Regions from separate parts of the Rattus norvegicus genome. Here region 2 is linked to region 1. A link is a contact called in public Hi-C data. All regions are on one chromosome and are shown on one strand. The core of a region is the stretch at or near the end of the contact, and the rest is flanking DNA. Distances in the headings are between cores, read along the strand shown. Region 1 holds the start of Foxo1 (forkhead box O1). Region 2 overlaps Foxo1 (forkhead box O1).

Evidence for each region. A called contact is a pair of places that touch in the nucleus more often than the background predicts.
Region 2: a contact with region 1 is called in a Hi-C map of liver, with 5 times the contacts expected there. The contact joins the enhancer-like site here to the promoter of Foxo1 in region 1. A contact is called at or near these places in 8 of 12 Hi-C or Micro-C datasets (Schwann cells, frontal cortex, hepatocytes and 3 more).

The regions. Positions count from the first base shown.
Region 1 is chr2:138,460,011-138,466,360 of GRCr8, reverse strand. It overlaps Foxo1 (forkhead box O1), which reads right to left and starts at 3,387. Exons shown (of 3, transcript NM_001191846.3): 1 at 2,671-3,387. The coding sequence starts at 3,282.
Region 2 is chr2:138,530,529-138,536,878 of GRCr8, reverse strand. Foxo1 (forkhead box O1) reads right to left here. Exons shown (of 3, transcript NM_001191846.3): 2 at 1-734. Among named protein-coding and RNA genes, the nearest start is that of Foxo1, 71 kb to the right of the region's middle. Within about 2 kb of position 2,953, at least 22 of the 93 cell types and tissues checked have an H3K27ac peak or open chromatin away from gene starts, as enhancers often do. A contact at or near this core is called in Schwann cells and liver, where this site is marked.

The DNA of each region.
Region 1 (6,350 bases), core at 2,138-4,637:
TGTATCACTAAGCCCACTTGTAAAATTTTAATTTATTCTCCATGTTTGAACTATGTATACAAATATGTATTATTTCCCCATATATCTGTGCAACAACTGATGGTATGGACCACCATACCCTGTTGATCATACAGTGTTAGGGAGTGAATCCTGCATGCTAGGAAACCAGTCTACCACTGAACTACATCCCACTTTCTAAAAATACATTGTGGACACTAACAGCTTTCCAGTTACTATGTCCTCTGCAGAAGACTTTTAAATTCTCAGGCAAGCCCTAGGAAGCACATCATGAGACACAGTTTAATAATTCTCAATCACAGGAAATGTAGCCTATCCCAGGGCCGTCCCTCCTTAACACTCAGTTAAGCTCTGGTTGACTTGCAATGTAGGATTCCAAGTGTAAGTCACAATAGTGTTTCTTCCTTTTATGAACGCTCAGATCTGAGAGTGAAACTTAGTTTTAACAAGGATCATAACTCATTCTTATGAAACGTTAACCAGAAGACTAGTTATGAGTTACAACCGTTCAGGTTTCTCCTTAAAATACCCCTTTACTCAAACTGAAAACACACTTGCTACGGGTTAGCCTACCCCGACCGACCAGCTCTTACAGTCAAGCATCTACTCCTCTCAAAGTGCAGTGGCCCCTTCTAAAGCTTACTGGCCACTCAGGCAGCAAAGGCTCGGTCTGTCTTCACCTCCCCCCCCCCCAAAAGCCCGCGCTTGTTCTTGGTGCCAACGAGGAAAAAAAATTTAATACATAAATCATTATCACATTAAGAAATCAGAAGAATGGAGCAAAACAACTAAAAAGATATATGATATAACCTATTTTTCTAAGAACTAATTTCTAAAATCAAGTTATAGTTCTCAAGAGCATCTTCACAGTGCCGTCCGAAAATACCCCAAAACATTACCTTTATCCTTAAAGCAAGGCACTCCCACAAACTCAGGTAGGTTGTGTCCCTTTCCAAGAACATAAAAGAATGGTGTTAAGTACACACTGTACTTTGGGTGCCCAGAGGGTTTAGGGTTTTTTGTTTGGATGTTTTGTTTGCAATGGCAAATGTTCTATGTAACAGCTGAAGCCCCATAAACAAGTAAAGCAGTCAGGTACTTAAAGTCAAATGTTAAGTAAAATTAGATTTTAAAGACAACCACTATTTTGTGAATTCTTAGAATATGAAAAATAGGTAATTTGCTTTTTGGAACACTTGGTAATATTACACAAGGATAAGGTGTTGTATATATCTTTAAAACACTGTGGCAAAAATAAAACAACCCCTGGCTCTTTCTGCAAGAACTTTCTATGAGGTGAGTAAGTTGACCTTTAAGATACTTTAACCACAGGGATGACAGAGTATGTGAAACCACCTCGCTCTAACAAGCATGCAGTGAAGGCTAATCTCTGTTCTGCTATACAGCAGAGACCAGGTGGGAGAAAAGCTATGTCCCACCTGTGACTGAGAAACTGTCAGCCAGGGGTGGCCACACCTCGAGAGGGACTTCTAGGTAAGATTCTCTCCTCCCAAAATGCCCTAGGCCCTTATACCACCCCCAAACCCCTAAGGTAGAGATGCCACAGTCCACACTGAGTCGCCTCAGTCTCTCCCTGCCACCTTTGGAAAGGTAAACAAACAACAATCTTAAACACCTAATTTATAGGTCTGCAATCCTCCTTCAAGGCAGGTGTCTTTGGCAATTCCCCAGTGAGCACCCCACTTAAGACTTCCACCAAATACTCACTCACAGCTCCCAGCCTTACCAGGTCGTGGGTAGCCCCAAGCTTTATGGGAAGAGAAATCACTCCACAACACTCATGCACAATTTGGTCACACACAACAGCGACTCGGCTTTCAATTAAAAGCATACCTCCCCAAGCCAGCCCAATTGTGGAAGCCCTTCTCTGAGCGCAAAAGTGTGGCCTCCCAGCCTGGAGGCACTGGCCCTTTAAAGGTTCTGGCTTCCTGTACACCCGGTCCCTCCCCTCCTCGCCTGCTCCCGCCCCGGCCAAGGGTCACACTTGAACTTTAGGTTGCCCAGAGCCTAAAAACCTTAGCCACCCACTTGCGCGCGCGTCAGAAACCGTACCCAGCAAGTGGGAACGCTCGATTCAGGCCACTTTGGATAAAAAAACCAAATTTGCCCCGGCCTCGGGGAACCTTCGGCAACTGCTGGCCCGCACAGCGCTCAGCACGCTGCGCGTTTAGCTAACCCATCAGCTGCGGGAGCCCCGCGTGTGCGTGGGGAATGTTTCCAGTGCTCCCGTCACCTCTGCTGTCGGGTCCGAGGGAACCTCGTCGGCCAAGGGTCGGGAGAGTGGGTGCGCATGTGGGCGGAGGAGTCGCCCCGACCCCTCGCAGGTCCGGAGTGTCAAGTGGCGAACCCTTCGAAGCCAGCCCCTCTACTCCAACAACTAGCCAACTTCCAAGCCTGCTCTGGCATTTCACTTAAGTTCTCAAACAAGCCCTCCCGGGGTCCCTCTAGAACTCCCTCGCCTGCACTTCGTCCAAATTTGGCTCCAGGTCTCGGGGAAGCCCCCGCCACACCTGCCATTTCTCGCCCGCTCTCTCCGTGCGCCCATCATTTCCGGGCCCGGAACACCCACACGGCCGACCCTCGGCGGGCCCCAACAAATCCACCCCCCCGGGCCGCCCCGAGGCCGTTCACCTTCCAGCCCGCCGAGCTGTTGCTGTCGCCCTTATCCTTGAAGTAGGGCACACTCTTCACCATCCACTCGTAGATCTGCGACAGGGTGAGCCTCTTCTCCGCCGAGCTCTCGATGGCCTTGGTGATGAGGTCGGCGTACGACAGGTTGCCCCACGCGTTGCGGCGCGACGAACTGGTCTTGCGCGGCTGCCCAGCGAGTGGCCCCGCGGCGGCTGGAGGCACCGGTGGGGGCTGCGACAGCGGCCCGGTCGGTGGGGGCTGCGGCGGCGCCGAGTGCACGCAGCCCGCCTCCGGGCCCTGGAAGTCCCCGCACAGGCCCCTACTGGCGGCAGCTGCGGCCGCCACGGCCACGCAACCCGGTGCCCGCGCGAAGTCCTCGCTCTCTTCTAGCAGGCTCAGGTTGCTCATAAAGTCGGTGCTGACAGCGGACGCCGAGGCCAGGCTCGCCGTGGCGTCGGGGTTGGCGGCCGTGCTGCCCGACGGCGCCGGGCTGGAGGTGGTCGAGTTGGACTGGTTAAACTCCGGCCTGGGCAGCGGCCAGGTGCAGGAGCGCTGCCGAGGCAGCGGCTCGAAGTCCGGGTCGGTCTCCACCACCTGAGGCGCTTCGGCCATGGTGCCCCCCGCCCCTCCCCCACCAGCAGAGAGTACCAGGAGACGCGGCCACCGGGGGCGCGGAGCCGGCGCTCGGAGTGTCGCTCCGAGATTGGGGGCCGCGGACGGCGGACGCACGCCGGAGCGAGGAGCGGCGCAGCGGACGGACGCGCCCAGAACTTAACTTCGCTGGGTCACCGGTGTCGGGGATCCTCCGAGTTCGTGCCTCGGACGGGGCAAGGACCAGGCCGCGGAGCCCGGCAGCTCGGGCACCACGCTCCTGATGACAGGGCCGCGGACGCAAGGGCAGACCGGCGGACGCCGCGGGCCGCTCTCTCTCCCCCGCGGCCGCGCGACAGCGGCGCTACTGCCTGTTGAATGTGGCGGCGGCGGGGACTGCAGCGACTCCGCAGCCTCCCGTCTTACGGGATCTGCAGCGGCTCCCCGCCCGCGGCGGCGCGCGCGCCGCCCCGCCCTTGACTGACAGGCTGCGCGACCAATGGACGCGCCAAGTCTCTGCCTAGACAACCAATGAACGCGGGCCTGGGAGGGAGCTCCTTTCCCTCGGGAGGCGGCAGTAGGTTGGTGGGGGGCAGCGGGGTGTTTTTCTTTCTCACACACTTTTTTTTTCTAATCTCCGTTATTATTTTCTGTAATTCTCAAGTGTTTCTGAGTCTCTGGCGCCTCAGTGTTCGGATTGCTAGGAGGCAAACCGGCGTGGAGGCGGCGACCATACTTTTGTTTACTACGGAGTGCAATCGAGTACTCCAGGCAGTGCCCAGACCCCGACTCCCGGGATGGCGCGGAGCCGCTGCGCGCTCCCGGACGCGACGTGGGCGGTGGGGCGCCTCGTGGATTCCACTCAGCCCGCTCCGCCCACGCGTCTTCGCGGAGCTCTCGGGAAGTCGGTGGGGTTTGTTTTGGAGAAATGTTTTCTTAAGCTGGCATCTGCCCGGGCCGCCCCAGGCACGAAGATCCTACGGTGAAGATCCGTCGCTCTGCGGCTCCGGATTCCCCTTCCCACCCTACCTGTGCACACCTGCAAGCCGAGCCTCCGCGGTTCTCCAGCCCCAGCCCCAGCCCCCAGCCTCCAGTCATCCTGAACCCAAAAGAGGTGCGGCGCGGGGAGAAGACTGTTGCACAAGCACCTAGATCCAGTAGCGCCTCAGATCTGAAGTCTTCTATGGAACCTCTTTCCTGTTACGAGAATCTCACTTTTTCCTGAGGACCAGAGTGGTGGCTAAAGGGTCAGAGGAGAGTGTTTAGAGACAATCTTGTCACTTTATTGCCCCTAATTAAATTTAACTGGTTGCTTACTTCTTTTTTATTGAGAATGGAAGCGATGAGGTGTTGAAGTCGCAAAAGGAGATAAGCCACAATTGTTGGGGCACAGCTCGTCTCTCCAGTTCTTTAAGTTCCCAAACCCGGGTATCTAATATAGGTTCAGCAGAGCCAGAGGTAGAAAGACAATGATCCTTTTTGCCTTTATAGAGTTGAAGAAAATATTTCCTCGCTTGATTTTTCTGATTTGCTTTCTCTTTTAAAAAGAAGTATGGGTGGCATTTTCTTTTAATGACTAGGGACACCTTAGAATTGAAGATGCATATCGGGGTTTTAAATATGTCCCAAAAGACAGCTCCTAATTTCTTGTTGCTGTTGTATGTCACTCCTTCTTACGTGGAGTTTTTCTATGTAAAATGAGGCTTCCAAGAAAACCGGGCTTCTTACTTCTTATTCCTTCCACTTTGCATCTAGCAGTGTCTCTAATCCAGGCCCCTATTCATAATCCCTTTTTTCCGGAACCGGCTGCCTACTAATAAAAAAGATTTGAGTGGAGATCCTAAACCAGAGGTGTTGAGGGCAGAGGTGGGTTGACTGCATTACCTTGACTACGAATTTTGGCTGGTGAGGTCTTCTTTGACAGCCGCGGGGAGCCTTGAGTAAATGGGTGAGCTTAAAAAGGACCACAAAGCACAACCCTGGCTGCTCCTTTGTAATCACGCTGTGCTGAGGTGGGCCCACAGTCAGACAGCCGCACCCTGCAAATAGGCGGAGCACTGGTGGGCCATTCTTGGCAATGAAATCCAGCTGTGAATTTGGCCTTAGCCTCATTTCCATTCCAGTTTCTCAGGGACTGTACCGATAAGAGTATTTGGTTAAGGGAGTTTTCCTAATGCTTTCCCCAAATCTTCAAATTCTCTAAGGCCACTGTCCCCAATTGTTTCTTTAAATGTCATAGTATAGGCTAGTGATAGCAAAGGCTTAAATGTGTGGGGTCCTAAGCCGAGACAAAAAAAAAAAAAAAAAAAAAGCCTAAGAACCTGTACAATCAATGTCCCTAATACAAAGGTTTTTTTTTTTTTAATGCATCTTAAAAAGTTGATAAGGGGGAATATTCGTGGTTGTGTCAAGAAGTCAGTATACTGAAGCATAGGCATGGCAGAACATCGTTTCACACACATTTCCTATCCTCCCCTGGTACAAACCAGTCTGTAAAGAATAACCTTGTGTTGTAACTGTCATTTCACGTCCTCACAAGTAGGGAGATGCATGCAAAAACAGGAGTCACTGGGAAAGCAGGCATGATGTGCTTTGGGGATTTTGAAAGAAACAGGCAAAGTGCCTTTGATAAAAGTTATGTCAAGTTAAACATTCTTCTCTGGTAACCCTGTAAAAATGTTGCAGTGGAAAGTAAATGTGGGTTATCTTCGGCCTCCTTTGATTAATAGATAGTAAAACATCCCACTAAGAGAGCAGTGCCAGGGTGAGAGCTTCCACTTCTGGCTTCCCATCAATATTATCAATGTACCTGCAAAAAAGTATAACCATCCCGTAATACCAGTGTACAATACAATAATCGTTGTAGCTGGTGTGTCTTCTTCCTGCTAACCGTGCATCTTGGTAATTCTAGTCACCTGAATTCCGCCAAGATGAGTGAAGTCTTCACTGACAAGACTGAGAAAGCAGTGACTTAGCCAGATGGTAGCATGCCTGCTGAGCATACACCGTGCCCTGGCCTCTGGCATAAACTCCTAAGATAGTACACACCAGTAACCCCAGCACTTCAGAGGTGGTGGCAGGAAGATCAG
Region 2 (6,350 bases), core at 1,704-4,203, 71 kb before region 1:
TACTGGTTCAATCCTCCATAACTTGATTTGCTGTCCTGAAGTGTCTGCATAGGCATCTGGGGCACAGGGCTCATGCTGGATTGGCCGTACGTGTACTTTGCGTAGTTGGGGCTGGGGGAATTTAGACTGGTGTTTGGCGGTGCAAATGAATAGCAAGGTGTCTGCTGCATCATGCTGCCAGGCGAGGACTGGGTTGACACAGTTAAAGATGTTGGGGATGAGAGAAGATTGAGATTATCCAGAAGGTTCTCCATGTTTTCTGGATTGCTGATTTCAGACAGACTGGGCAGTGTAGACGCCATCTTGGCAGCAGAGGGTGGATACACCAGGGAATGCACATCCCCATCCCCCAGGTCATCCTGCTCTGTCATGATGGGAGAAAGTCTCCCACTGATGGTGCTAGCGTTTGAGCTGGTTCGAGGACGAAATGTACTCCAGTTATCAAAGTCATCATTGCTGTGGGACCCAGGGCTTGCAGGCCATTTAGAAAACTGAGACCCAGGGCTATCTCCAGGACCCTCTTGCCCGGACTGGAGAGATGCTTTTTTCTTAGCAGCCCGTCCTCGGCTCTTAGCAAATTTACTGTTGTTGTCCATGGATGCAGCTCTTCTCCGGGGTGATTTCCCACTCTTGCCTCCCTCTGGATTGAGCATCCACCAAGAACTTTTCCCAGTTCCTTCATTCTGTACTCGAATAAACTTGCTGTGTAGGGACAGATTGTGGCGAATTGAATTCTGTAAAGCAAGACAATATGTTAGAAGTACAGCACTTCCCCCCTGGACAACTTACTGTTCAACATGGGTCGTGTGTGTGTGTGTGTGTGTGTGTGTGTGTGTGTGTGTGTGTGTGTGTGCGCGCGTGTGTGCACGCGCGCGCGCATGCATGTAGATAACGTTTGCAGTCTCTTCTCACCTTCTACCTTTACTTGGGTTCTGAGGATCTAACTTGTGCAGCAACAAAAGCCACCACCTCATTGGCACTAAACTGTAGTAATAAACTCACTATAAAAGGTCTCAAATTGGTGTAGGAAGAATAGCATCTAAAAAAAGGGCACTTATTTCCCTAATGAAATAAGCTCAATAGCTTTTATACATGCATACACACATATATTGATTTACATATATTTCTTTTATACAGATTTTGACCTTGACTAAAAACAAAGTGATTTTTTTTCCGTGAAATAAACATCATTCCTATAAAGTGACATCCTCTGTTACCAGGCCCAAAGGGTAACAGAAAAGGAGATGAAGCAGGATCTATCCCTACTCAGGAACAAAAACCCCAAAGCAACACACAATATCTACTTATAATCTCAGCTGATGGGAGGAAAAGGCAGGAGGACTTTGAGTGAATCTGACGCTAGTCTAAACTATCTAACTTACCCCCTCCCCCAGTAGATAGATAGATAGATAGATAGATAGATAGATAGATAGATAGATAGATAGATAGATAGATAGATAGATAGATAGAGATGGATGGGATGGATGGGATGGATGGATGGATGGATGGATGGATGGATGGACGGACGGACGGATGGACAGACTGACAGACAGACAGACAGACAGATTCCTCCAAAAGTTAAGACCTAAATTCTTTTATACCATCAGTCTTTCTATCAGGCAAATAAAAATAAACATAAAGAAAAGTTATTTTCTTGAGAAAGTTAACTTCCCATAAAATGCAGCATTCAAATTTGAGAACTTCTCAGCTCTAACCAAACCACTAACTTCAGGACACTGTAGAAAGTATGCCACCCAGAGAAGTAATTAGAAGGGATACCAGGGTAAAGAGAGCTCCCCTAGCTGAAGCCCTTCTGTTCCTACTCAGTGCACGTGCGGGTTGACAGGATGTTAACAACAAAGCTACAACAAATGTGTGCAAATTGCAAACACACAGGAGAATATAGGTCAGTCTCTTAGTCCTTAAATGAAGATGAGGAAACCCCAGTGTGACATCTGACATTTGGGGGATCCTGTGGCACAAATCTGGGAGTGCGAAGGACACCTAGGCCAAAGAGGCACCTGTCTTAAGCTTTCTGTCCTGGTCTGGTTGCTCCGTACTCATCTGCAGCTCTGAAGGGGCCAAGTCCAGGGCAGTATTCTGGATATCTTAACCCTGGCTTCTCCACTTGTTGGCCAACTTCTCTGCCAACCAAATGCAAGGCTTAGTTGCCCAAATACTTTGTAACCCCTCTTGGACCACAAAAAGACTCTAATTAGATTTGTGGTCACCCAAGGAGGCAGCCACAATGCCCACATCCTCATGTTGTTGACAGGGAATAAAGGTGCTCAAAGTGCCAACCATTGTACCAGACCAGAACAATATAAATCGTCAGACTTCTCCATGACCCTGAGCACATTCGTGCCTTTTCTCAACAAGAGATGGAAAACAAAATGAGCATGGTGGTAATCTCATTTTCTAAAAAGAGACAAAAGTCAGAGGCCCAAAGAGAGCTTAGAAACCCGTATTTCAAAATGTATTCTGCACTACATTCCCTGCAAGAATTGCAACACAACAGCTATGTGTTAAGTCCTTCTGCCAGGATGCATGGTGAGGGCGGATGAGACATGGCCCAACAGGAACTTTCTGGTTGGATGCCAGGCAGGTATGTGGGTATGTGGCAGTGGTGGTGTCTTCTGAGGCTTCATTCTGTTCTTCCACTTATGATCTGTTATACTATATCTAGGCATGTTATGAAGGGCAAGGTCTTGAACTCCAAATATCTCCCAAAAGGTTAAGGAATACACTTCTTTCATGCTGTATCTCAATCCCATGTGTCCCCACCTCCCTGTCCCCTTCCCCCTCCCACACCCAGAGCTTTGGCCACTGTGCCCACCACTACCAGTGAGCAGAATTCCAATTCCTCCGCAGCAGCAGCAGTAGCAGCAGCAGTCTGGGCAGGCCTGGAGAGCAGCCCGCCTGGAACTGCATTCAGGGAGGGAGGGAGGGAGGGAGTCTGCGCATTTGCACGAGGTCCCATCAGGACAACTGTGGTCTTTAAACACAGTAGACACACAGATAAGCGCTGATAAAAGCTCTCAGAGAGAGGAAGCTGGACTCCTGTCCTGTCCCATTTAGTTAATAATAAAGAGAGTATAGGGGAGGAGATCCTTCCAGATCAGCTTCCTGACTGTCTGAAACTAACAGGGGAAGGGGCTCAGCTCTATAAGCCCAGGGTGGCTCTGCCAGACCGTGGTGAGCACACACAGGGAGGGGCATTTTCACCAGGACCAAAGAAGATGTAATAGCAAAGAAATCTCCTCAAAAGTTTAAAAATAGTTCACTAACTTCAGGGCTAGTATCTATTAAATGCTTGGACTTCTGTTTGTTGGTTTTTTTTGTTGGCCATAGCAATCCTTTACTTATCAAAATATCACACTACATACTTTTCTAAGGACATTTCAGGTCACTCTGAGTAATAGAGCTGAATACTCACTTTGCCAACAATTACCCACCCACCCCCACAACAGGAAAACGTTTGCTGTGCAGGGCTTGTTACATAAATTCCTGTTTTTCATGTAGCCAGTAGGACACTGCAGAGGGGCAGGCTTGAGGGGCTATGTCCACGGCTCTCTGCAGCAGTAGAGCGATGAGATTCTGTGCTCTCAACATTCTCTCCCAACAAGCAGTCTGTGAGGAGACAGAAGGGGAATGAGGCCCAAGTGCTGCACACACACAAATCCTGATCTGTATGATAGCACTGGAGAAGAGCTAAGGCAGCAGCCATCTTCTCGGCAGGCTTGCGCTGGGTGAAGCCTCAGGCACATTCCTGCTCTGAAGCTTCCTGAATGGCAAGCACATTCTAAGGAAGCTGAGACACAAGCTCTGGCAGTGAAGTAGACACAAGCCTGGTACACTGATGTTCAACCCGCTCTCCTCCTGAGTACTACTCATGCCCCTGTGGACCTTAAGAGTTCCTTAAACCCCAGATCAAACCTAAGTTTCTAACCTCAAAGCCTCTAATAGATGCTCTACACAGATGAGTTCAATAAAAACGTGTTAACTGACACCCCAAAAACATTACAGGGAAGATGTGACTTAGCGGACATCTCTTAGGCATTCATGCAGACAGATGCTGCTGGTCCCACTTTAAAAAGGGGACACTAAAGCAGAAAGAAGCCCCCTTCCATTAGACAGAACTCAACAAGGCCTTGTGGTTTGTGACTCTTATCCACAACACTGCTCAAGTTGGCAAAAGTTACCTCTTTGTATAGGAATATACATTGGGGGAGCAGAGATAATTCCACTTATTCTTTACAAAACCCATAGTCTGCCTTCATGGCTAATAAATGTATACACTACGACTTGCTTCCCAGTGGGGCTCTTCTTTATGACAGAAAACCCCAGCAGCTATACTGAATTTCTGGTGTGCACTGCCCCAGGGAAAGCCTACATAAAGAGGCTTTGAGGACGTACAAGGAAAATAAAGTGGTCCCCAGAGACCCTCATCTGCTGACAAGTACCCCCTGACTGCATAGGTGGTACAGATAACCCACACAAAGAACCTCGTGTTCAGAGTCTGGGCCATATGAGTAAAGAGCTACCAGTTGTAGAAAACTTACAAATTCTTTAAAAAATGCTAGACAAACTAGATCTTCCCTCACGTCTGAACTTTGTAATTGTGCACAGCGATTACAGATACCCAGCAAGTATGGATCCCCTCTCCTCATGCTTCCTTTCTTACACTTCCAAGTGAAAACACACTAAAGACTCTAAGTAGCAAAAACCACTATTTAATAGAGTTCCGATTTGAGCTACTAATAAAATGACTTAGAATAGTGCAGTGTGCTTTTGAGAAGGAAATCATGTCACATTTACTCAACAGTTCGTGTGTTTAGAGACATAAATTGTTAATAGTGTGCATATTATTTGACTCAAAAACATGCTTTAACAGAAGACTTACTATGGACCGTTAATCCATGTCTTTCCATAAAGATGATTTCATTTTTCAGAGCCCTATTCTCACCTGAATACCTCCTAAGCCATAATCTGTCTACACTAAAGTCTTGGCACGAGAATCTCTGGCGATCTCAAAGCTGCCCTACAAGTTCTAACACACAGCAATTCACCTGGTGTACAGTTTAAGACATGACCTTCCTTCTAGGCCACCTAACATGTAACTTGTAGATTAGTAAACTGCTGTGGACTCACATTTTGCTCTAAAGTGCTTCATCTTATTCAAATCATTCCAGAGTAAAGAAAATTCCTCAAAAGTAATCTTCCACTGAGCACAGAATGGGGGAGAGTCCACTGTCATGTAAAACAGCAAGAGAGAGGTGAGGGGACTCATGGGTAGCATGGGAAGCCTCCTGCATCTGGGAGATGCCTGATGGGGTAGAATCAAAGGTAGTGGTCCTGGGATGAGTCGGTCAGGGTCTCAATGAGTACTGGCTCTTAACACCTGTCAGTGGCTAGCGGAGAACCACAGCATAGGGTAGGGTAGTATGTATGCGTGGAAGGGCCCGGCTATCAGTTGACACAAACTGAGGGAAATAAAACTGGCTACTTTATTATAGGAAGTAAGGAATATATAAACAGGAATTTTAAGCCAACTTGATTAAGTCATTCATCACAAACTTCCTGTTTAACGGGCTTCCTCAGGCTTATTTCCATGTTCTCACAGATGAACTGCAATCCTGTGTTTTCTTCCCCTTACATAGATTATAGATTTAATTCTGGGAGTGTTTAGTGTAGTTTTGATATCTTTGTCTTCAAGTAAAACCAGAGTTGGGAACTGGTTTGGGTCCGTCTCCTGGTTGGACTCAATAATGTAGCAAATATGTGGTCCAATTGTGCCGACACTTCCCAAAAACACAAAGGGCTCGCCATTAGACTATTTCTCTTGCTAATACTACAGAAATGGTCCTTGAGGAGCTTTGGGCTTTAATCACTTTAACACGTAGAACATTCCTTGTTGTTCTTGTTGGTATACAGTGGCTGTTATGTTCCTTCTTACCATCTTTAGTGTGGGAACTGAGATGAACCTGCCTTCGACTACGTGTGAAGATAGGAGAGGGAGATGAAGGGAGGTGAGGAAGCCCTGAGTTAGTGAAATCCTGAGCAAATGAATATTGACACAGGCACTGCCTGTCAAGGACTCCAAGACCAACTGGCTCATGAGAAATTGGCAAAGCCATTACCCCTGTGGGCCAGGCAAGAGAGAACTGGCAAAGCTTTCTTGGAAGTCTAAGAATGACTCTTTATGAACCAACATTTATCAGTGTGTGCAAGGACTATCAACTGTGGCTTCATAATCTGGGGTGGGGTGGGGGGGTGGGGGGACTGATACACGCACAAGCAGAGGGGCGGTTACAGCCTGACAGAGACCCCCTACCCAGACTAGTTAACCC